Linked DNA regions of Mus musculus: region 2 is linked to region 1. The links are chromatin contacts, called in public Hi-C maps. All regions are on one chromosome and are shown on one strand. Each heading gives the region's core, a stretch centred on a gene start, on an enhancer-like site or on the middle of the called end of the contact. The rest is flanking DNA. Distances are from core to core; before and after follow the strand shown. Region 1 has its middle 69 kb from the start of 1700080G11Rik. Region 2 holds the start of Hmgb4 (high-mobility group box 4).

Region 1 (7,471 bases), core at 2,057-4,556:
TGCATGAACACACACACACACACACACACACACACACACACACACATACACCACACACACACACACACACACACACACACACACACACACACACACACACCTATTTGAGCTTACCCACCCAGTCTTACTAGACAAGAATTTATCCCTAATTCTTACTAAGAAACATGAGGGAGAATAGTGTAATTGTGTGAGAAGTCACACACTTTTGGGACCCTCCATCCCTCCGTCCCTCCATCCCTCTTTCCCTCCTGCCCTTCCTACCTCCTTCCTGTCTTTTTGATGGGGTTTCACTATGTAGTCCAAACTGACTTTGAGCTTAAGATTGTTCTGCCTCAGCCTTCTAAATCAGGACCACAGCTGTTCTCTACAAGGTGGCCAGGCGCTTGGGATCTAAGTCCATTCTGTGGTAGGAGGCAGCTAGTGACTCCTACTTCCGTTGAGTTGCTACTGGAGGCTGGGCAGCTGGTTATGCTTTTTCCCCACCCTGCCGGGAAAGCTCTTCTCTCTAGCACCAGGCTTGAGTTGGACCCAATGTGGGAGCAGAGATGCCTTCTCCCAGCGGCTCATTCTTTCCAGGGACAGGCAAAGGCAATCCCGCTGTAGAGCCCCTCAGGGAACACCATTCTGGGGAAGGTGGATGGAGAGAACTAGGTCCCCACCCCTACTCATACCATCTTTACTTTTTGGTGCTAAAAGGCTTGCTTGCTTGCTTCCTTTTCCCCTTCTTTTCTTTTTTAAAATTATGTGCACATGTGTATGCATGTGAATACAGGTGCCTGTGGGAGGCGTAGGCACCCAGTGCCCTGGAGCTGGAGTTACAGGCAGCTATGAGCCGTCCGACATGGGTACTGGGAGCCAACTTGGGTTCTCTGAAAGGACAGTGCATGCTTTTAACCATGGAGTCATCTTCCAGGCCCTGCAAGCTTTCCTATAAAGATGAAAGTCCTCTTCCTTGGGCAGAACTCTCTGTATTTATAGGCAGTAGAGCAAGGCTGCTGGTGTGGGCTGCTGGGGAGGTGCCACAGACAGAGAAAGAGAAGAAGGCCGGCTTGGCCGTGGTTCGATACGCCACTATTTTCTGCCAAAGAAATAGATCCTTAAAGTAGTTAGGGCACAAGAGCTGTGGTGTGAAGAGACCAGCCTGTGCAGACAGGACGAAAGGCAGCAGAGTCATGGGTGCAGGGCAGGAAAAAGGTTCTTGACTCCTCTGCTCACACATGCCTCCATGGTTCCTAGTGTTTGCTTGACTCCTCTATTCACACGTGCCTCTGTGGTTCCTAGCGTTCGCTTGAACCACAGTGATGGGCAAGGGGGAGCTCACTACCTGTCAATCAGCTCCGTCTTTCCTCCTACGGCTGCTGGTTTGGAATCTCCTCCTACTCCAGACTGCCAATCATGAGGTCCTCAGGCCTCTGTGATGGGACTGTTGCCCTGGCCAAACCATCGAAAGCATAAGTCTTAAGCGCAGACTTGAGAGGAGCTTTGTGAGTGTCTTTCCCCACAGTGCAGCAATCTAACAATACCGCCATGTCTCCGAGGCAGTGGGCTGGATTGCATTAACCTGTCCATCCTTGCATCTCCTCTCTTACCTTGGATACCAGCATGAACAGGCTCTGGTATTCATTTTGGCCATAAAGTCTGTTTTCTAGGGAGACCAGGGTGCCTTCCTTTTTAAAAAATAGTGAGTATGTTGTCAGTGTCTGGCCTTGTGCTGGGAATGAAAACTTGTAGCGTTTCTGTGTGACTGTGATCTATTTGGATCAACTGGTCATGGGGAGAGCCATCCTTGAGGTTGCCAGGATCTGCAGAGAAGGAAGAAGTAGGTGTTCTTTGGGGTAGGATATGGTGAGCAATGGAACCAGCCGCTAACAAGGCACATTTCAAAAGGAGTTGACTGCCAGGAGTCAGTCTCTAACCTGTGTTTTAAGGCCAAGCTCTTGGAGTGTATGTGTGTGTGTGTGTGCATATGTGTGTTTGTGTGTATGTTTGAGTGTATGCATGCTCATTTGTGTGTATGTGTGGATATATGTGTATATATATATATATGTATATATATGATATAAATGTGTATGTGATATGTGTATATGTGTGTGTGTGCATATATATGTATATATGCATGTATTGTGTGTATCTATGCTTATGTGTATATATATATGTGTGTATATATGTGTATGTGTATATATGGTATGTATATTGTGTGAGAGCGTATATGTGCATGCAATATGTGTATATATGTGTATGTATATATGCATGTATTGTATGTATCTATGCTTGCTTATGTGTATATATATGTGTGTGTGTATATGTATGTATGTGTATATGTGGTATGTATATGTGTGTGAGAGCGTATATGTGCATGCAATATGTGTATATATGTGTATATTTGTATGTACATGTGTGTATGTGGTGTGTGTGTGATTTGCTCATGAAGCATTTGCCCGTGTCCTCCTGCTCAGCTGGGGGAAAGTTTCCTGGAACCTACTTACCTGAGACAGTCAGTCGGTGCCACGGCAGGAACAAACAGTCTTCTGAGTCTTGGCTTCCAGCCAGGGATACCTTCCAGATGTTGTCATGGTGATGCTGGAGTCAGGAGATGCTCACCAAAAGAAATAAATCCCTTCTTCCTCTCTCCTAAAGCAGCATGTGCAACCTCTCCCACTGTAGGCGAAGGTGGAGGAGTGTCTCTATCATCACAGATGGCTGGACGTGAGCCACTTTCCAGCCAGACTTCTGGGACTCTCTGGGAGCTCAGTGCCCAGAGAGCACCACTCATCTGGGTCAGAAATCTGGGATCACAGGGTTGACAGAGTCTGTCCCAAACTGAGATGATAAAATGCTAAGTGTAGAGTCAAATGTACTTTGATAAAAGAGCATTGTGGGAACTTGTAGATCAGGTTGTCTATTCTAAGCTAGTGAGAGCTGGCTCAGTTGACCGAAAGCCCTAATGATGGCATTAGCGTGTACAGAAGACACTCAAGAGGAACATGCAGCCACATGGACCTGGGTGTGCTGAAGTTGCCCAGAGGCACACCCACTACCACATGGTGAAGGATGTAAGATAGACAGGGATGTAGTCAGTGCAGGTTGGCAGGCAAGCTGTGCCACCAGACTGTGCAACGGTGTGGGAGGAGAAATGGGAGGGAAAGAGAAGTGTCACAGTTTGGACACTATAAAGAGAAGAGGAACTAGAAATGCAAGGATGGTGAGGAGTAGCCTAATGGGAGTAGCCTGCCACAAGCCATGTTGTTGTCCTAGGGCTGCACAGAGCTGGCTCTGTCCTTTCTTTGCCTGTGCAGTGTGAGAGAGCTGGCACGGAGAATGTGAGATCAAGTGAGCTGGTTCCACCCCTCACCAGCTGAGCAGTGGCATAGGCTCAGAAGAGATGCCATTCCAGAGCGGGAAAGCTGGCCCCATCCACACCTCACCCAGGCAGCGCAGTAGAGCTGGTGGTGTGGGCAACAGAGAGCTAACCCTGATGTGTGAAGAGTGGGACAGCTGGCCCTGCCCCTAGCTGGACCAGTTCTGGAGTACAGCCTGAGCATGGGAGAGCTGGCCCGCTGAACAACTCAGCTACCACCCAGGCCCAGATCCAAGGCTTTGAGTTGGTCCACCCTAACATCTACCCCATCTATGAACTGCTGGCAGGATCTCCACGACACAGGGCAATGACGGGATATTTGAGAGGAGTCCCAGTATTGACAGAGTAGCAGAAGCCAGAGGCCTCCAGGCAGACCAGTGACTCATTGCAATGAACGTTTATTTGCAAGTAGAGCTGTGTGACAAAAGGGTTACAGCCCACGCCACACAGCGGCTTCTACAGCAAGATTTCTATTTTCAAATTAATTAGTTAATTAACTTTTGTTTTTATTTTTTTGTCTTCCTTTTTGGAGGTAGGGGAGAGTTGCAAGGGCGGAAGGCAGAAAGATATGGAGGGAGGGGGAGATGGGTGGGATTAGGGTGCATGATGTGAAATTCACCAAGAATCAATAAAAATAATTTAAAAATCAAACAAACCAAAAACCAAACCAAACCAGACCAACCAACCAACCAACCGACCAAAATGTGATGACATCCACAGCAGTTGCTAACACTTGTAGAACACTTAGAGTGCTATATAGTGCTTTACAAGTTTTGATTTAGTGTGGTTTCCATGTAAAGTGCCCAGCATACTGACATAGAGCCAGGCTCTATAAACAGAGCATCTATGATCGTGATCCTTTGAACTCGGATGTCTCTTCTTACTTCCTCTGAGTGGTCTGTTTGTCCACTTGAGCTATCCCAGGCTGTCAGGAGGTCACCTCGCCCCCGTGGACAGAAGACACAATTGCCGGTCGGTAGTACTTAGCCAGATGTTAGATTGCCTTGTTCCAATTTGCTGGAGACCCGGCCTGGCCCCATTTGCTACTGCTCTGGTCTATGAGTGCTCTGAGGCTTCAAAAGGGGTGAAGGTCTTCAGGGATGGACCCCCACCAAAGGGGCCAGTTTTACAGAGACCTGAGTCCGAGAAACCCCTAGGTTGTATTTGTGTCCTGCCATCAGGCTCAGCATAATGGCCCTGACAGTCGAAGTAAGCAATTGGCCAATTTCCTTCAGGAACGTTTGAAATCAAAAGCAGTTTGTCTGAGTGGAGGAAATTGTGAGAGCCCCAAATGGAACTGCTTAAATTTATTGCTGGAGAGGTTTTACATATTGAGCCAAAGGTTTTTTCTTTTTCTTTTTTTCCTTTTGCATTTGGTCTTGGGTTTCTGTGAATGCTGCACTGCACCAGGGCTGACTCCAAAGTTGGCTTGTAGGAAAATCTATTCCATCACCAGCTAGCCCAGAAGCCAGAGGCCTGCTCCATCCTGTGGGAGGAACTCAAGAGCCTGGATGGGAACATTCTATCCCCGCATCTCCAAAAAGGGAACTTACTAGCACCCATCACACCAGCCAGGACCCTCAGCTGGCAGAGAAATCAAAGTTGTAATATCTGTGACTTTTCAAGGTGAGGACTTCTCGTCATTGGGTACTGAATTGGGTACCGAGTGTGGGGGCTGCAGGCGATGAACCCTTCTGGTGGTTTTCCCTGTTGGGATGGATGACAACTGGAGGGAAGAGGCCTGGTTTATATTCAAATCAATTGGAACATGCGTGTTGTTTATGGGACAGCTTGAAAGAACTCCGTTAGATCAGAGCTCTAGTCTGGCTTGGTTCTACTTTGTCATCACAGGGAAACCACTTCCTATTTTGAGACCCCAGTTTCTCTATCTGTAAAATGAAGTTGATTAAAACAATCTAAGATCCCCTTTAGCTCCATCACATCCTACCCAAGCCTGGCTCACATTTTCTGTAGGCTTTTGAGCTCTCGCATTGCAATGTCGACTCAGTGCATTTAGACAGACAGAGAGGAAGCATCCTGGTCTACTGGGAAAGTGGGGACTTGGGAGCCCACATGGCTGGGCTCAAGTCCTGGTTCTGCGTCTAACTGGCTGTGACCTTGGACAAGTTGCTCGCCCTCTTTTTAAGCCTAAGAATGATCCTCAGAGGATGAAACAAGGCAGTGCCAGGAACCATCAAGGCTGGGCAAACCCAGGAGCTCACCCAGGCATGAATTTCTTCTTCTTTGCTTGCACAGACCCATGTAAACCAACTCCCAGAAGCATTGCTGGATGAAGGAGAGTCCCGCTTTAACATTATGTATGGATCTGTAGCTCTGAAGAGGAAGTGTTATCTTTCATGGTCTCCTCTAAGCGGCCAGAATGAAAGATCCTTGGACCAAATGATAGATGTGCTTGGAAGAGCTGCTTTGATAAATGGCTTGGGTTGGGGATTGGGTGAAACCCCCGGGGTTATCCTTAAGTAAAATAGAGTGTAGCTAAACTGCTTTCTAAAGAGGGGAGTTGCCATTAACTCCAGGACTTCTGTCTTGCTGAGCGGAGAGATTGAGTAAGGTGTGTGAATCTCGGAACAGAGCTGAGTGACTCTCAATAATAGGGGAGAAGGTATTAGTGGGGCGAGGAGAGACAAAAAGCCAATGGGTGACACGATGGAGAAGATGATAAGGGAGACGAGATGATGTCATTTAAGAAGACCAGAACAGGACAGTTCATGCTCAGTTTATCAGATGCTACCATTGAGGCACATACATTCTCAGATGCTGTTAGGATGCTGTGTTGCTGAGAGGGTTTTTTTGTTTTTTGGTTTTTTTTTTGTTTTTGTTTTTGTTTTTGTTTTTAATTAACACAAGTTAGAGCCATGTGGAAAGATGGACCCTCACTGAGAAAATGCATCCTAAAGATTAACCTGTAGACACAAGCACTCAGGGCATGTTCTTGATTCGTGATTGATGTAGAAAGGCAATGCTTCCCTCTCTTTACAGGTGGTCTTAGGTCACATAGTAAAAAGTTCAAGCAAACCATGAGATCAAACCCACAAGCAGCACCCCCAGTCGTTTCTGTATCAGTTTCTGCCTTCAGCTTCCTACCTTGGGGTCTTCCCTTGGTGTTAGACTCTTACTGGGACTCATCACCCAAATAAACCCTTTCTTCCTCAGTTGTTGTCTTTTTACCACTGCAATGAACAGCACACCAGGATAGGTTCTCTCCAGATGCATGTAAATGAATCCATGTGCGCGTGTGTCCACATGAGTGCACAAGAAGCCAGCTGTGTTCTCTGTGCCAAGTGGGCACACACTGGTTTGTATTAACCTAGGCTGGTATCAGAACCACTTTCTTTGCTGAAGTGAGATCCAAAGATGCACGAGGGCTTGCCAGACTGACAGGACGGTAGAATAGGTATTTGACTGGCATTTGATGGCCCAAACAATTAGCATTCTTTTTGTCTATTAATTCAGCATGGACAGTCATTCCCGAGGGCTGGCTCTGCCAGACACTGAGAAAGCACCGAGGAGCAAAGCTCCTGAGTCCTCCTGCTTTCACACGGCTCCTATATTCTTATGGTGTGATTGGACAGGAAACATACTGTGGTCCACAGGGTGGCTATCATGTAAAGGACTTGTGGGATGCCCTGGAAATGTAGTATCACAGCATCCATCCATCCTTCAAGGACATGAAGGAAGTACAACAGTGTTTGCAGGACAGACAACGAGAAGAGATTGGTAGGAGATGAGGCTAGGAGTGGACATAGATCAGATCATAGGGAGCTTGCAAAATATGTTCACATTTTTTGTTCAATATGTTTGCATTTGACCCTGAAAAGCCACTGAAGTATTATTTATTATTATTATTATTATTATTATTATATTTTCATTTTAGCAAGGGGTGGCATGCCTAGTTTTTCTTTCTAGAAAAATCACACGAGGTTCAACTGTGCATGCTGGACCTTCTAAGATGAAAGACTGCCAAGCCCAGCTAGGCCCCTTGATCACAGATCTGGAGCAGATAGCCAAACCAAATGCCTAGACATTCCTGCAGTCACCCCAGCTCACAGTGCCCAGACTAAGAATGCCTGAGGATGGCTCAATTTTAATTAG
Region 2 (7,471 bases), core at 3,309-5,808, 720 kb after region 1:
ATATGCATGGGCACATGTGTGTGTGTGTGTGTGTGTGTGTGTGTGTACATACACACACTCACATTTGTGCACCTGCTTACATGTGTGTATGTAACTGACAGATTGTCTTATGGCTTCCACACCTGTGAACATGCACAAATGATAGCCCAACACTTTTATACTATCATCTTTATTGGAATGGAATCTGTAGATGCAGTTCACATAGAGATGGGCAGGGAAACATAGGCTGAGATATCAAGAGGTGGAGCCACTAAGAGCATCTTACAAGCCCAGGGACAGTGAGACTGGTTTCTGACCTGATTATGTCATATCTGACTCCCACAGGTGACAGGCGACCAGGCAAACATGTCACTGTTAAAGGGGAGAATCTCAGAAGCAGAGGGAGCCAGTCTGCATATCAGGGATTATACTAGGAACCTTTAGTGGAGACAGCAAAGCTTTTGGGGGCTGAGGGGGCTTTAACGGGTAGTTCACTGTCAGTGCACCCCAACTCAGAGATCAAGGACAGCCTCAGAGTCTCCTGGTCTCTTTGGATGATCTGTTTCCTTAAGGTGATACATTCATCTTCTTTAAACGACTCTTCAGCAGACTAAGCCAAATGCCACCACCCACCATTACCAAGGGCAGCCCCCACCCCCACCCCCACCCCCACCCCCACAGCACATTTACAACAATGGCTCTGGCTTATCCTCAGCTCTCCTGAAGGTCATATCTTATGTATTGAAGTGTGACAAGAAGTGACAGGCCGAGAAAATGGGGCACCCCAACCTTTAGAATCTCACCTTGGTGACCACACCCTGTTTATGGATCTTCCAGGCCAGAGAACTAAGCTTTAATCCCCTAAACAGTTGAGGTCTTAGTGGATGGCGCAGCCAACAAAAAGATCCCGGTGTGGTTGAATGACATTTTCACATCGATCCTCCTGCAACCTTGATCTACTTCTCTGTTGGGATTTGAGGGAAACCCGATAAATGAAATATACTTATTTCCCTCTCCAGCACAGAATCAATTGGCAGATGACGGGAAAGCAAGAGGAGGGTCCACTTCATTACTGAGGAACTGATCAACAGGGAGGCCTGACCTCACTGCAGGGACAGGAAGGGCCAGAGGTAGGACTGGAGCAGAACAACATGGCCCTGGTGCACATGTGAGGCCGGGCAAAGCATTCCTATGAAACATTCTGGTACCCATGCTTACCAGCCCCCCTTCTGGGGAGAATGAATCACAGAGAGAGCAATCTCACAGTTGCCACTCTGGGTTTTTAGCAATGGTCTCTCCAAGCAATTCCCAATGGAGGCCCTCATTATCTCTGTTCTTGAAGGGGAACGAGAGCCTATTAGCCTCGTGTCTTCTAGCTTTGCCTCCTCTTCCTGAACTCATCGTGGGAGATTGGCACTTGATAGTCTCTGAAGATTCTAGAATAATCAATAATACACATCATAGATGGAAGCACATGGCTCCTCTCCACCACACTCTCCACCACACTCCACGCTCACATTTCCCATGAACTCGCTGAGCCTAGCACCCAAACTTCATTTTACACAGGCACTCTGGCATGTCCCAAGTCCCTGTGATACCACCACAAAGGGATTTCCCCAAAGGACTCAGTATCCTTAACTGTGCTTTAAACATAGGTGCTGGGATGGTTAGATGGCTCCACAGGTAAAGGCACTTGCTTGCCATGGAGCCTGACAACTTATTTGGAACCCATGTGATGGAAGAGATCCAAGCCCTACTAGTTATCCTCTGACCTACACACACACATGCATGTACATATATGCACATACCCTCTACCCAACCTGTAATTGTCTCGTCACCTGGCACTACTGATAATTCCAGTGTGTTGGCTGACTTTTCTGTCTGTTCCTCCCTTGATATATATTCCTAGTAGTAGAAGCTACTGGTATGATGCAGGAAACCTTTCAGAGTATCAGATATATTAATGACTACACAGAGAGAGGTGCCAGAGAAGACTAGTCACGATGATGGTGTTGGGCCCAGAGGCTCAGTCTCTGTCTTCTCAAGGGCAGGGTATCTCACTGGACAGCCCACTCTCCCACCCATCATGTTAGATGCAAGCTCCCTCTCCCCCCTCTTTGTGTTCCTCCACTGTCATCCACCATGGTTATTAGACACCAATAGGGTCAACCCCTCCCATTGTCCTTAAGCATCCTCCTTCATGTCTTCAAGGATGCCCTGTATCCTGTTGACAAAACTGACTTGAACTTCCACAATCTCGTAACTGGAAAGGGATAACACAAGGTCCCAGAGCAGAGTATGATGTGTCACACAACCATCCACTAGATATCTGCCATTCAGGAGCCAGCAATGAGGAAACAGGAAAGTCTGTGTCTAAGTACCAGACAGAGGTGGGGACAGAGGGGACAGAGGGGACGTTGTCTGAATCTACATTTTAAGGGTTAGTAACAGAGGGTTGGAGACAATAAGGCAGAAGCGAGGCAGAGGATCAAGGCTGTCAAAAGTGTCTTCTAGAAGTATGCCAGCTGGTATTCTTTGTCCCTGTGTCTTAACACAATAGCTCTGTAGAGTTTGATCACCTGCTGCCTGTGGGAGCTTACCCCTTCTGACCTTGCTGAAGACAATAAGGCAGGAAGGAAGGTGGAGGCTAGCCTATGATAAATACCTTTCCTTTTAGCCTTGCATCCATCGCTTCAGACTTCACAAGGCCACGACCTAGGTTTTGGCCACGGTTGAGTTGTCACATGATGGCTCAGCTGTAGTGATCCGCACTGTACTTATGTGGTTGCCACAGCCTCCACTTCCTTCTGCTTGGAGGGCAGAGCCTCTGCTTTCAGCGTTAGCTTAACATCCCCCTAGCTGCCAGACAATTTTCTCCCAGCTCCTTGAACTGCTCCCTTCACCCAACTGCAAGGAAACTTTCTAAGGCAAATTGACTAGCAAGGTAGGGTACCATTGCCTAGAAGCAATACCACCTATTAAGTATTCAGAACTGTGCTGCCTCATCCAGTCACTAAGATAATGCATAAAGCAGGTGCTGTACCCTGCTTTCGAGGAGGAGGCCGGGGCTCCCTAGGAGACACAAGGCAGGGGCGGGGATGAGTGTGGGTTGAAGTTTTTGAGAGGAAGGAGAACACTTAAGTCTGATGATCTCTGTCTTTTCAATGAAGCAGAAAATGAGGGCACCTCCTGAGAGGGCGCAGGAGAAGCAAAGCCAAGCTGGAGTTCCAGCTGTAAGCCATGGGAGGTGGGAATTTCACCAACGTGAGATCTTCTTGGGCAGCTTCATCCCTCCCCCAACACCCCCTACCCCCCCCCCCATGCTTCTTGTTCACCACCACTCCCGTTGCTGTATTTTATAACCTTCTCTCTCATTGTGTTCTCTCACTGGGCAGGAGCATCCCAAAGCCCCTGTCCCATGGACCTGGCATGTGGGAAACCAAACAACTTGATTCTGAGCCCAGAGTAGTAATGAAAATCAAAATGGCTGACTGTAGAGATCGCACAATCCCTTCTTAGTTTGACCCCATTCCCATGAGATGGCAAGCCGCAGCAGAAGCTGGGAATTTTATTAAGAAATGTCTGAGCCAATCACTCTACTTTGGTCACAAAAGCAGTGATGTCGCTCCCCAAGCCCAAGTGACTTTGCACATGTGCTTGACCACCCTGGTCAACCCAGGTCATTTGGGTCCTGCAGCCAGTTCCCTCTCTTAGAGTGCTAGCACTCTCTCTCTCTCTCTCTCTCTCTCTCTCTCTCTCTCTCTCTCTCTCTCTCTCTCTCTCTCTCTCTCTCTCTGAAAGCCAGCCTTCCCAAGACTGGACCTCAATGAAACCACTTACTCTCATAGCATAGCATCCAAGGACACACGACCATACAGGACACCAGGACCAGAAAGTCAATTGAATGATGTTTTATTGTTTCAAACTGGTCTTGGCTGATTCCAAGAAATTCCCCTTCCTGCCTTGACATTGGTTGCGGTAGGCCTCCTGTTCCTCGAAATACTTTGCCCGCATAAGTGCAGCCTTCTGTTCATAGGGCTTTTTTTCTGCTTCGTCAGTTGTGGACCACATTTTCCCAGCAGCCTTGGCCACCTGCACCACGGTCCAGTCGGGGTTCTCTTGCTTCAGCATAGCATAGTGGTCCCGGGAGAAGAGCAGGAAGGAGGATGGGGGCTTCCGCGGTGCCTTTGGGTCCCTCTTTCTTCTCTTTCTTCTCTTGCCTATGTAATTCATCATTTCTTGCTGGTACCGGGCTTTATCGAGCTCTGCTAGGGCTTCATACTTTGCCTTTTCGTGCTTTGAGATGGATCTCCATTTTTCTGAACACTTTCTAGAGAATTCTTTAAAGCCAAGGTAGGTATTTGGCTGTTGCTCCTTGAATTTGTTTCTGAAATTCAGCATAAAATGGATGTAAGAAGACACATTCACCTTGGGCCTTAGCTGGTCTTTTTCCCCCATGTTTATACAACCATAATGTCCTTCGCTGGACCCTGCTGATCTGGATAGCAGAGATTTCTGTCTCTGCACCCGAGGAGCAATCTAGAAGGTGCCCTACTTATGGTGAAATTTCCTCTGTGTGTGAGCCTCAGCCAGGGCCCAGCCTTTTCAGTGCTGGTGGCCTTTGTTGGGTCAAAGAAGGGATACTGTGATGTCATCCCCGAGCTGACCAATGCCAACCAAACTCAGTCATTTGCAGGTAAGCCCTCTTAGTGGTTGGTGTCTCCGTGGACTTTTTTTTCTTCCTTTAAGGAAAGATGAAGGTTTATCTGAATCTTATTAGAGTTGCTACTGGGCCCTGGGAATCTTTCCCTTTGGCTTTCTAGAGGCTGTGGGCTTTGCTCCGCCTCTGGGATCGTTATATCCCTGTCCCCCAGTGGGTCATAATAAGGGCTGCCTTTCTCCATGTGATTGTCAGGATGCTGCCTCCTCATCCTCCACACAGGCTAGAAATAATGAAGGCAAGGAGGGGGAATGTCTCGGGAGCTGTCATGAGAGCATGTGAAGGCTTTCTGTTTCCCTCGAGCAGTGGCAATGCCTGCTGCACAAAGGGTTTAGTAGTAACTCTAAAAATAATCAGCTATGACAGCTGGGACTTGGTTCCTGTCAGGACAAAGTTGTCTAATTTAAAACCCAAGCACTTCGGCTCAGAGTCTGAATCCTTCGTTTCTCTGAAGAAATTGGAGGAGAAAGAGGGAAGAGAACCTGAGAGTTTATTAATTACATTGGAGTTCTTGAAATTTTGAATTCTTAGCTCTTCTGGCAGCCCCTCCCCATCCTTGAAAGAGTCCCCATTTCTTAGAGTTAAGTTTACAGAGCACTAAAACAGTTAAGCAAAATGGCTTCTTTGGGGTAAAAGTTGATACCCTGCTAGTGGTCCAACTGTGGAGAGTGCAGTAAAGGCCAACAGACCTGTTTGTGTGTAAATGGGTTTACCGAAAATCCAGTGGGGGACAGTAGTGCCACATGCATAGGACAAGAACACATGTTCTCATTGATATAAGGATTGAGTTCAAACTTGAGCAGCCACCAACAGGCAGGAGCCATGGATCTTGGGTGTCAACTGATTGATTGGAGCCACTGTCCTGAAAACTTTTCAGGGAGGGCTAGAGGTGACATTTTTGGTCTTAGCCTGTGTAAGGTTTGGGCAGGGGATGTTAGAAGATAGACATACACACACACACACACACATGCACACACGCACACACGCGCACATGCACATGCACACACACATACATACACATGGTCTCAGCAGTATTTCCCTACAAGGAAACTATTCTCAGACTTCCAAGACTGGCTTTAACTTTTGGTTTTGGTTTGTGGCCATACCTTGCCTCCCTTTGAGCCTATGATTTCCCAGGAAAATGTGTTTGCACTAGCAAGAGATATTGTTCTAGGTGACCTATAGGGTACCATGCCAGGCAAAGTAAAGAGAGGAAGAGAGAGACAGAGAGAGAGAGAGAGAGCAAGCTATAGGAATTTGTTGTTGTGTAGGCCAGACTACAGACTTGCAGGGATGCTGGGAAATGCTACCAATTTGTCTTAGTCAGGGTTTCTATTCCTGCACAAACATCAAGACCAAGAAGCAAGTTGGGGAGGAAAGGGTTTAGTCAGCTTACATATTCACATTGCTGTTCATCACCAAAGGAAGGAGGACTGGAAGTCAAGCAGGTCAGGAAGCAGGAGCTGATGCCGAGGCCATGGCGGGGTGTTCCTTACTGGCTTGCCAGGGGAGCTGACTTGGCTTCTCTGCTTCTGAAATCAATGCTGTGTGCTCTTGAAGATCCACTGCTGGCCCTTCCCTGGCTACTCTCCTCGGAAAATAACCAAGGTTCATTTCGTGTCACTACTGAGGAGCCCCAAGAGATCAGAGATGGAGGAGGTGAGCTTTGAGGCAGATGTCTCCTGGCTCCACCCGCTCAGAGGTCACCAGGAGTTGTCACCTCTCTGGACTAGAGGTCTCTTCCCCTGGTAAGATGTCCTCTCTAAGCAGCCAGCTCTCCTCCCAGGCTCACAAACACTTTCTCCCATATCATCTCCTGTCTAGGTGGTGACACCTCTGTTTTCTCTGCCCCAAGTCCCCTCTAGGGAAGCCTACATCGCGGGACCTTCCTGAACCTGTCCCTCACCTTTGTGGATAGACTGTTTATTAAACACTCCTCGAATTATTCTGCTGGGACCTTGACCAAAGTACTGTGTGTAATCTTTCACCATATACCCCAAGCAGAAGGTTTGAAATTTTAGAGATCTAGATTCCCATGGTCTCTAAAGAGCCAGCAGCACATTCGGGGGCAGTGGCTGCCAGAAGTAAGGACGCATCCCCGTCTATCTAATGTTCTGAGTTATAAGATATCCTCTAGGAAAGGGCCTCAGTCAAGTAGCCAGACAGGAAAGACCTCAGACTTCATGGATGGCAGGACTTGTTGTTGCGAATACTCAACTCTGCCCTTCTGGTTCAAAAGTAACCACAGACAGTAATCCATAAGTAAATGACTGTCTGTGACAATAAGCCTTTATTTATACAGTTTATAGGCTGGGCGTTTTAAGTCTACTGGCCCTCAGTCTGGCTATGAGTTTAGCTATTGTTTGGATCTCTTGATTGCAGTATACAATAAATTAAATACACTTTGTGTCATAGCTCATTAACATATATGTACATATATAATGTGCATCAGCCTCAGTTTCTGAGCATAATCAATCCATGTAATCCTCTTTGCAATCCTTTGGGGGTGCTGTTTCCCTTACCATTATAAGAAAGAGGTCATGGTATCAAGTATTAAACTGTACTAAGTATGTGTGTGACATGCTACTATTTTCTGCCGTGTTTTATTTTGATGGTTTGAAGAAAACCCACAGCTGATCTCAAGGCTCACTAATGCTCCTGGCTGACATGAAGAACTCCATCTGGGCAAGTGCACTTGAAAACTGTGAGGGACTCTTCCCTTGGTAATAATATGCAGGGGGAAGAATACGGCTTCCAGGGCTAGACAGACGG

Evidence for each region. A called contact is a pair of places that touch in the nucleus more often than the background predicts.
Region 2: a Hi-C map of cerebral cortex shows a contact between it and region 1, with 1.6 times the contacts expected there. The contact joins the promoter of Hmgb4 here to the enhancer-like site in region 1. A contact is called at or near these places in 4 of 39 promoter capture datasets (embryonic stem cells, hippocampal neurons and stem cell-derived epiblast-like cells), 3 of 484 Hi-C or Micro-C datasets (cerebellum and cerebral cortex) and 1 of 9 other capture datasets (adipose tissue).

The regions. Positions count from the first base shown.
Region 1 is chr4:127,540,300-127,547,770 of GRCm38.p6, forward strand. No RefSeq gene overlaps it. Among named protein-coding and RNA genes, the nearest start is that of 1700080G11Rik, 69 kb to the left of the region's middle. Within about 2 kb of position 3,307, at least 22 of the 459 cell types and tissues checked have an H3K27ac peak or open chromatin away from gene starts, as enhancers often do. A contact at or near this core is called in cerebral cortex and hippocampal neurons, where this site is marked.
Region 2 is chr4:128,256,337-128,263,807 of GRCm38.p6, forward strand. It overlaps Hmgb4 (high-mobility group box 4), which reads right to left and starts at 4,559. Exons shown (of 1, transcript NM_027036.3): 1 at 3,876-4,559. The coding sequence starts at 4,437. The coding sequence ends at 3,892. The region is part of intron 5 of Csmd2 (CUB and Sushi multiple domains 2); the gene reads left to right. It overlaps Hmgb4os (high-mobility group box 4, opposite strand), which reads left to right and starts at 4,708. Exons shown (of 3, transcript NR_130980.1): 1 at 4,708-4,937; 2 at 6,260-6,447; 3 at 6,555-6,654.